2 separate regions of the Sus scrofa genome follow, and region 1 is linked to region 2. A link is a contact called in public HiChIP or PLAC-seq data. All regions are on one chromosome and are shown on one strand. Each heading gives the region's core, a stretch centred on a gene start, on an enhancer-like site or on the middle of the called end of the contact. The rest is flanking DNA. Distances are from core to core; before and after follow the strand shown. Region 1 overlaps ITIH5 (inter-alpha-trypsin inhibitor heavy chain H5). Region 2 holds the start of ITIH5 (inter-alpha-trypsin inhibitor heavy chain H5).

What was found. HiChIP or PLAC-seq counts read pairs in DNA pulled down with a chosen protein or histone mark.
Region 1: a contact with region 2 is called in an H3K27ac HiChIP or PLAC-seq map of skeletal muscle. The contact joins the enhancer-like site here to the promoter of ITIH5 in region 2. A contact is called at or near these places in 3 of 5 promoter capture datasets (liver and skeletal muscle), 12 of 47 Hi-C or Micro-C datasets (fetal heart ventricle, heart right ventricle, liver and 5 more) and 2 of 2 datasets of contacts at active chromatin or transcription factors (alveolar macrophages and skeletal muscle).

The regions. Positions count from the first base shown.
Region 1 is chr10:63,762,610-63,766,696 of Sscrofa11.1, forward strand. It overlaps ITIH5 (inter-alpha-trypsin inhibitor heavy chain H5), which reads left to right. Exons shown (of 14, transcript XM_003130820.4): 14 at 269-1,957. The coding sequence ends at 570. Among named protein-coding and RNA genes, the nearest start is that of ITIH5, 76 kb to the left of the region's middle. Within about 2 kb of position 2,057, at least 10 of the 83 cell types and tissues checked have an H3K27ac peak or open chromatin away from gene starts, as enhancers often do. A contact at or near this core is called in skeletal muscle, where this site is marked.
Region 2 is chr10:63,686,962-63,691,027 of Sscrofa11.1, forward strand. ITIH5 (inter-alpha-trypsin inhibitor heavy chain H5) reads left to right here and starts at 1,455. Exons shown (of 14, transcript XM_003130820.4): 1 at 1,455-1,645. The coding sequence starts at 1,556.

The DNA of each region.
Region 1 (4,087 bases), core at 807-3,306, 76 kb after region 2:
GGCTTCCAGAAGTGGAGGCCACTGGACATACAGCCTTAGATCCTTCCTCCCCACACCCTCCCCGGACACTGGAAAAGGAGTGGGTGCCTCTGGGAGAATCCAGCCTAGGACCGCAGGCAACGAACCCCCCCACCCCGCCACCCTGATGTCACAAATCCCCTCGCTCCGGGTATCATCTGCTGGTCCCCGGTGCCAGAACTGAGGTCACTGGTTCAACAGCATTTGCTTGCCCTTGACTTAGACCTGATGCCTCTTTTTGTCCTCTCAGGTCAGTTTCTGAACCAGGAGGCCCGTCTCACCGAGGAGGCTGCCGGGCTCAGCAAGAACCCTACCAATCCTCCGGTCCCCGAGGCGGGCGGGAGGTCCAAGGCCATCCTCATGGTGAAGGGACACCAGGTCCCAGTGGTGTGGAAGCAGAGGAAAATCTACAACGGGGAAGAGCAGGTGGACTGCTGGTTTGCCGGGAACAACGCCGCCAACCTGATCGACGGGGAGTACAAGGACTACCTGGCGGCGCATCCCTTTGACTCAGAGACCACCTTCGGCCCGGGCGCACCCCGGGGACTCTGACACCAGCCGCCTTAACGCTAGGGTGCATGGCAGGGAAGCGTCACCGGGGACCCCGTGGTGTGGTTCTTGGCACTTGTCCATGCCTGGTCTCCTGGCTGGTGGCCCCCACCCATGTCCCACCCCTGGTGGGTGAGGAGGTCCGCCAGCTGCCTGAGCGAAGGGTGGGGTGGGGACATGAATGCGAGAATGGGGTTTCCTGCTCCCCCCCCATCTCCAGTAGAGACAGATGATGGCACCAAAGCACAGTTAACAGCAAGAAGCCTCTACCTGGTACCAACTGGCTTGTCGGTCTCGCAGCCCACCCTGGGCTGACTCTGGAAGGAAGGTGGCCGGAAGGTGTGTCTTCTCTGCGGAAGTGGCCGAGTTTGGGCAGCCTGCTCTTTGCCTTACACTGATGCTTAGGAATCTCCCGTCTTGCACTGCTGCCTTCTCTCCGGGTGTGTGGCCAACCTCAGGGGAGCCTCTCCAGTCCAGGACATGGGTCAGGCAAATAGCACATAGATTTAATCATTGTACACGATTCGGTCTTTTAGGAGAGGGTTTTCTTCTGCTGTCATCTCTTGCCCTTTGAACATTTGTTTTCATTTAAAAAAAAAAAAAATGGATTCAAATAGAAACGTTGCAGCCCAGATACTGCTATCTTCCTAATGGGCTTTGTAAACCTCCTGCCTTTGTTCCTACTTAGTCCAGAAAGCTGAGCACTTCGTCTCATAAACAGGGCGGCCCTGGTGGGTGTATTTCACGGGCCTGTCTTGGGGCTGCAGAGCCGGCCAGTGGAATGATGAGTCTTGCACTTGCATCTCCAGCCTTGGTCCTGATCCTGACCTGATTTGCTTGCGGTCCCCCAGGAGATGATAAATCAGGCTCTTGCAGAACCGGGAGGGGAAGTGAGTGGTTGCACGGAGCCGACCTGCGGGGCTCCGGCTTCACGTGTGCGGCCGGAAGTGAGGACCAGTTTCCAGATCTCAGAGGCCCTCCCACGTCCCAAACAGGCCAGGCCAGGAAGTCAGCGTGAGCCAGGGGCTTTGGTTCCAGAGCGTGGACAGATTGGATTCCATCGGGGAAGGGCTGACATCAGGGGTAAAGGGGGCTTCAAAAGCCAGGGAGGCCCACCCTTCCCCCCGTGGAGCCTGTGAATCCAGTGACACTATCAAGGGGAAGGGAGGCTGCTGGTGGCCTCGGGGTCCCCCTCCCCCCACCCCACTCCCAGCTTTTTCTCGGCTTGGTCTTTTGGGGACCATGGAGGGTCAGGAAGCCTGGGCCTCCCTGCAGTCGGGGTGCAGCTGGATGCGGGCGGCGTTGGAGCCAAACACAGAAAGGCAGAGTCAGGTCAGAGAAGTGGGATATTTGGATGTGAGACCAAATCAAATAAAGCCTTTGTGCTGGCTTCATGGAAGGTTTCTTCCAGTGGGTGGTGACCCTAGAATTTTCATGCCACGTGGAAGCAGACGCAGCCCTGGGAGGAGAATCAGAGTGGAGGGCGTTGTTTATCGCAGCAGAATGACAGCCACGTGAGTCTGCGGGCCCGGCAGCTGCGGGAGCTTCAGAGTCAGAGCTGGGGCGGGGGCGGGATGGAGGCTCAGTTCTGTCTGCGTCTCCGTCTCTCTCCACTCTGTGACCCCACCAGACCGGGCCGGCAGCTGCGTTATCTTTGACTCAACTCAGCTGCCTGTTTTCATGGCAGGGAGCAGCATGAGAAGCACCAGGATGCTGGCAGCTGCTCCCCCAACGCGGAGCTCAGAGGAGGAGGAGCGGGGCCCCGGCTGGCCAGGGCCTGGGCAGGCTCTGCGGGGACCTTCCTGTTACATAAACCCGGGTCCCATCTGGGCAGACATCCCTGGAGCCACGTGGCCTGCCGCTGTGTGAGTGCCTAGAGCTGGAGCTGTGTCCCAGGTGTGGCTTCGGAGCTGCAGAGCGGGGCCGGTACCCCGGCTTCTGTGGCTGCCTGATCTCAGAGCACAGAAAAGCATTCCAGTGAGGTGTCTGTCACCTACTCTTCTATTCAGAAATAAAACAAAACAAAAAACCATTTTTTAAAGTGGGAAGGTTGAGGGAGTTCCCATTGCGGCTCAGCGGTAAAGAACCTGACTGGTATCTGCGAGGACGCAGGTTCAATCCCTGGCCTCGCTCAGTGCGTTAAGGATCCGGTGTTGCTGTGAGTTGTGGTGTAGGTCAGCAGCTGCAGCTCCGACTCGAACCCCCGGCCTGGGAACTTCCACATGCTGTGGGTTCATCCCTAAGAAGAGAGGGGGAGGGTGGGCTTAGAAGGATACACTTCAAGCTACATCATTGCTAACTCGATTTATTTATTTTAGTGGCTGACCCCATGGCTCATGGAAGTTCCCAGGCCAGGGGCTGAATCCCAGCCATAGCTGTGGCAACGCTGGGTCCTTTAACCCACTGCATCGGCTGGGGATTGAACCCACACCTCTGCAGCAAGCCAAGCCCCTGCAGTCGGATTCATAACCCTCTGGGCCGCAGCCAGACCGCCCCTCGCCGATGTGAATGAGTCGTGAAGGGTTGACGAGCTGGGCTCCTTAGCAAGTCTCCACCCCTGGCTCCCGATCCCCTCTCTCAGCTGAGAGAGCCGTCTGAATGGGTCATCATTAAGGGTCCCCTAATTGAAAGAGGCACCTTTCCCCCCCCGCCAAAAAAAGGGACCGGACGTTCTCTATCCACTCACGTTAGGGGTGTCACCTGTCTTCTCGGTGGTGCACTTGTTCGGGAGGCCGGGGCTGGGCATTCGGGCGGATGACGCATCCTGACCCTCCAGCACAGCGGGCTCTGGGCACGCAAGAGGGCACCCCTTCGTTTCTGTGACGTGACATTAGCGCTTCAGCCGCATCACGCGTCCTCGTAGGTGGGTTAGGCCCAGGATGTATTGCCCCACCTCACGTCTTGGCTGAACAGATGGCTGTGGGCGGAATGTTTCTGCCCCCCGGAATTAGGAGCGGGAGCCTGACTGCACCCCAGTGGGAGGCGGTGAGGTCCTGACGGTGGAGTCCTCGTGGCGCGATTAGTGGCCTTGGGAGAGGAGAGAGATGAGCTTCCTGTTCTGCACAGCGTGAACTGCGCCACGAGAAGAGCGCCTTCCAGAGCCCAGAAGTGACCTGACCAGACAGCACCTGCTGGCGCCCCCACCCAGGTTTCCCAGCCTCCTGAACCGTGGGAGAGACATGTGCGTCGTACAAGCCACGCCATCGATGGGGTCCTGACATAGCCGCCTGAGCTGAGAAACGGAACCATTCAACTGATGAATTCCTTTTCTTTCCTTCAGGCTCCCAGAAAGCACCCGAACATGGCTGTGATTCAGCCCAGAGGGTTCCGGGCCCGTTCGCCCACGAGCCAACGGAAACAAACAGCACATAAAACAACACAGCCCTGCAAATACATAGACCCGTGACTGTAACTATTTACTTTAGTCACTTTAAAATAACGCAGGGCACAGGCTACTTCACCCTCAAGAGCTCTCTTTCTTCGACAAAAATGTGTAAGAGAGTGACATGTAAAGCCAGAC
Region 2 (4,066 bases), core at 205-2,704:
GATCACCATAAACTAACACAGCCACTGTTTTTATCTTTTGTAGTTCTTATGTCTATGCATATGTATTTTTACCCAATTACTCATATTCTTGATATGGTCATGTGATCTGATATTTTTCTTTTAGATGACACAGTAAACATTTTTCATGTTACTATAGACCTGGGAGTTCTTATTTAATACCTGCATAATATTCCACAGAATGGAAGCTCTTGGCCATTGAGGTTGTTGCCAACTTTTCACTATTGCTCAGCTTATCGATTTAGATGTAATTGTTACAGAGACATAAAAAAATGTCTTTTAGGTGATTGTCTTTGGAAAGATGAAAAAAGCACCTCCAGCATATTGTGTATCTACTAGGTAGAAAGACAGAGCCCAGAATTTAAAGGGCTGGTGGGTGATTTGGTTGGCAGATAATAATTCTTCCTATGACAGGATGGAAATAGCATCGAGTTTGCAACTATGAAAATGACATTCATTTGCATGATTAATAACCAAAAAAATCAGAAATACTATGACATGGTGCCGATTCTAGCTTCCTCTTTTCTGTCCCCTTATGCCAGAACTGCATAAAAAGGGACAACATTGCCAGTACTTTCTGCATTAGATTACAAATGAGCATCCCTTCTTTAATTAATTAATTAGTTAATTTTTCTTTTTAGGGCTGCACCCGAGGCAGATGGAAGTTTCCAGGAGAGGGGTGGAATGGGAGCTACAGCAGTTGGCCTATGCCACAGCCACCCTGGATTGCCCACCCGCTGAGTGAGGCCAGGGACCAACCTGCATCCTTATGGACACTAGTCAGATTCGTTTCCGCTGCGCCATGAGGGGAACACCCGAGCATCCTTTAACTGGGCTTGTAAGCATCAGTGCTGGATGCCAAGGGGAGTGTTGTTCTCTGGGCAGAAGGGAGAAGGTCTTCTGTTGGCTTTGGGCTAGTAGGTGGGGAAAGGGTGGTGGTATACAAAGCAGGTGGGGGATACGGTATACAGAGCAGGTGGGGAAAGGGTGGGGGTATACACAGCAGGTGGGGGTGGTGTATATAGGGGACGGGGGTAGGATGTATCAGCAGTGAGAGGGTGGTATCACATCCCGGGACTCTATAGCAGGTGAAGGGTGTGCTGTGTGTGGAGGATTAGGCTGGCCCTTGCCGCGTCCTCCTGCGACAGGAATGAAGAGTCCATGAAGAAGTGGAGAGGAAGAAAAAATTGTCACGCGCGGGGAGGTGGTGGCAGGTGTCACAGGCGCTGGATGGAGGAAGCGGCAGAGGGCAAGGGGGCGGGGCTGAAGGGCAGGAGGTGGGGGGAAGGCAGGGCTCGCTGTGCGCCCTGCGCTCGGGGACAAGCGCGGACTCGGGGGGGCGGGGCCGGGGTCTGAGGGGCGGGGCCGCAGGGGTCGGGGAGGCGGGGCCGGGGTCTGAGGGGAGGGGCCGGAGGCGCGGGGAGGCGGGGCCTCGCGCGTCCGCCGCCGCCGCCGCCGCCGCCGCGAGCCCGGCGCTGTCCTCCGCGCTGTCCCCGCGCGTCCCGCCGCGTCCCAGTGCCGCCGCCCCGGTCCCGCCATGCTCCTGCTGCTCGGGCTGTGCTTGGCGCTGCCCCTCTGCGCGGGGTCGCTGGAAGAGGCGGGGACCTGGGGGGACACTTCGGAGCAAGTAAGTGGAGCTCTGGGGGTCCCAGGGCGGGCCTTAGGCGCCGGCTGCGGTCCCTTCCCACCGCCTCGTTCGCGCGCGGCTGCGGGACAGGCTCCTGGACGGGAGGGAGGGAGGGAGGACCCGATCCTCTGGCACATCGTTCCCCTTCTCTCTGTCCCCAACCTTCTGCTCAGGAGCTTCCCCGTCTGCTGCTCCAGGCGAGCGTCTGGCTGGTGAAGTTTCTTGTAGAATTGTTCTGCCACCTTGGAAGTCCTGCAGAATCAAGCCTTCTTGGCCTCTGCTACCTGCGCGAATTTCTGGTCGTTTTTTTGTTGTGCATTTCTGAGCCAGAGCCCCAAGTAAACTACGTTTCTTTAAGACCGTGTATGGGGTCGTGTGTTGTTGCTGTGGGTTCCTAGTTACTCCAGAGAGAAAGCATATTCTAGGAAAAGTTCCACGCACCTGGAAGGGTCCGCTTTTCCCATAGGAAACCCCAGAAAACACAGCTTTCGGTCAGGTTCTTGTCAGTGGTTTAAAGGTGGCAAGATGATAGCAGAGGACCAAAAACCAAAGGGTCTCAGTTCCATTTGTTCTTTGCTTTTTAGGGCCACACCCGATGCATATGGAGGTTCCCAGGCTAGGAGTGGAGTTGGAGCTGCCGCTGCCAGCCTACACCACAGCCACAGCCACAGCCACAGCTATGCCAGATTCCAGAGGTGTCTATGGCCTCACAGCAACGCTGGATCCTCTAACGCCCTGCGTGGGGCCGGGGATCAAACCCACGTCCTCATGGATCCTAGTCAGGTTCTTTACCGCTGAACCGCAGTGGGAACTCCCCTTAGCTGTTATTCTGTGTAAATGGCTTAACCTCACAGCTGAATGAAATGAAATCTGGAGCTATGAAATCTGGAGACAGTTCCTGTGGAAAGGAAAGCACTTTGAAGAGTATAAAACAGGTTCCTACAGTTATCGACGCACAGACCATAGAGGGAGAAATGGCTCGGACCTGATTAAAGCAGACAGGGCATTTCTTTTTATTTTTCTTTTTTCATCTGGAAACCAGGAAAATTTTATTTAGATACAGCACTATGATCGAATCACTGAGTAGATACAGATTAATCTTTTTATAATTCTGAAGATTTTGGACAGAAAAGTTCAAAACCCTGTTTACTATATTCAGATGCTTTAGACCCTGCCTTTCTGCATCTCCTGGTACTGTTTCCACATGGTATTTAAATTGTTTAGCTTAAAGCGTGTTTTCACAGGATGGAAGAAGAGATAAGCAGGTCGACTTTCTGTCCCCTTTCTGAGCATCTTGGTGGGAAGAGCAGATCTGGAAAACAGAATCTGCCTAAACAGCCCGCGCTTCCTTTCATGTTGCCTCTGCCTCAAGGATGTGCTCCTCTGGAACTTGGCAGAAACGGCCATTCTCTCACAGGACTGTCAGGAAGAACAATCCATACAAATTCCAGGAGGCCAGGCGGTGGAGGGGAATATGTGCAGGCTTGGGATCCGGAGAGCACAGAGGCTTGGTCTTCCCGTTGCCATTTGCAGCTGGGTGGCCTGGGCAAGCTGCTGACTCTCTCTGTGCTTTTCTTTCCAGGCGGTCACAGCAGGGCAGCCACCCCCTCCTGTGTGTTACTTGTAAGGACCCAGATGCTAGTTTGTGCAAAGGACCTGGTATACAGTGGGTGCTCAATAAGTGGTGGAGGTCTCGGTCAGTGGGTAAGGACGCGGGCTTGGTGCCAGGCTGGCTGCGTTTGGCTCTCGATCCTGGCACTTAGCAGCTCTGTGGCGCAGGGCAAGGTCCCGGGGGCTTCAATTTCCTGTTGTGTAAAGTGTGGAAGCATGAAATGAGGATGGGGTCTGTTCATACACCTGGCGGGCTCGGAACGCTGTGGGCACTTACTGGTAGCGCCTGTGGGCAGGCAGGGCCGCTCAAGTGCTGAGGGAAGGAATTTCGGGTAAAGATCTTAAAAGTTTTAGGGGGCGGAGGGTGGAGAGTGTGGGAATCGCCGAAACAAAGATTGTGTTTATGAGCGAAGAAGAGGAGGATTTAAAGCTCTGACATCTGCGAGTCCAAGTAGGCTTCACACTGAACTTTGCTGCGTAGAATAACACGGATTTGGCCCGTCTGAGTGATTTTGTGCTGTTGCCAGTCCCTGGCCCTATTTATATCCAGAAAAGGACTAAATTAGAAAAAAAAAAAATGCCAAGTAGAAAGTTCTGTGAAAATTGGCGATTTTACCTTTTGATCTCTACTCTATTAAAAAAAAATTGCATGTGTTTCAGATGTGGGATTTGAGGAGTTGCCATTGTGGCTCAGTGGTAATGAACCCGACTGATAACCATGAGGACACAGGTTCGATCCCTGGCCTCGCTCAGTGAGTTAAGGATCCTGCATTGCCATGAGTTGTGGTGTAGGTCGCAGACATGGCTCGC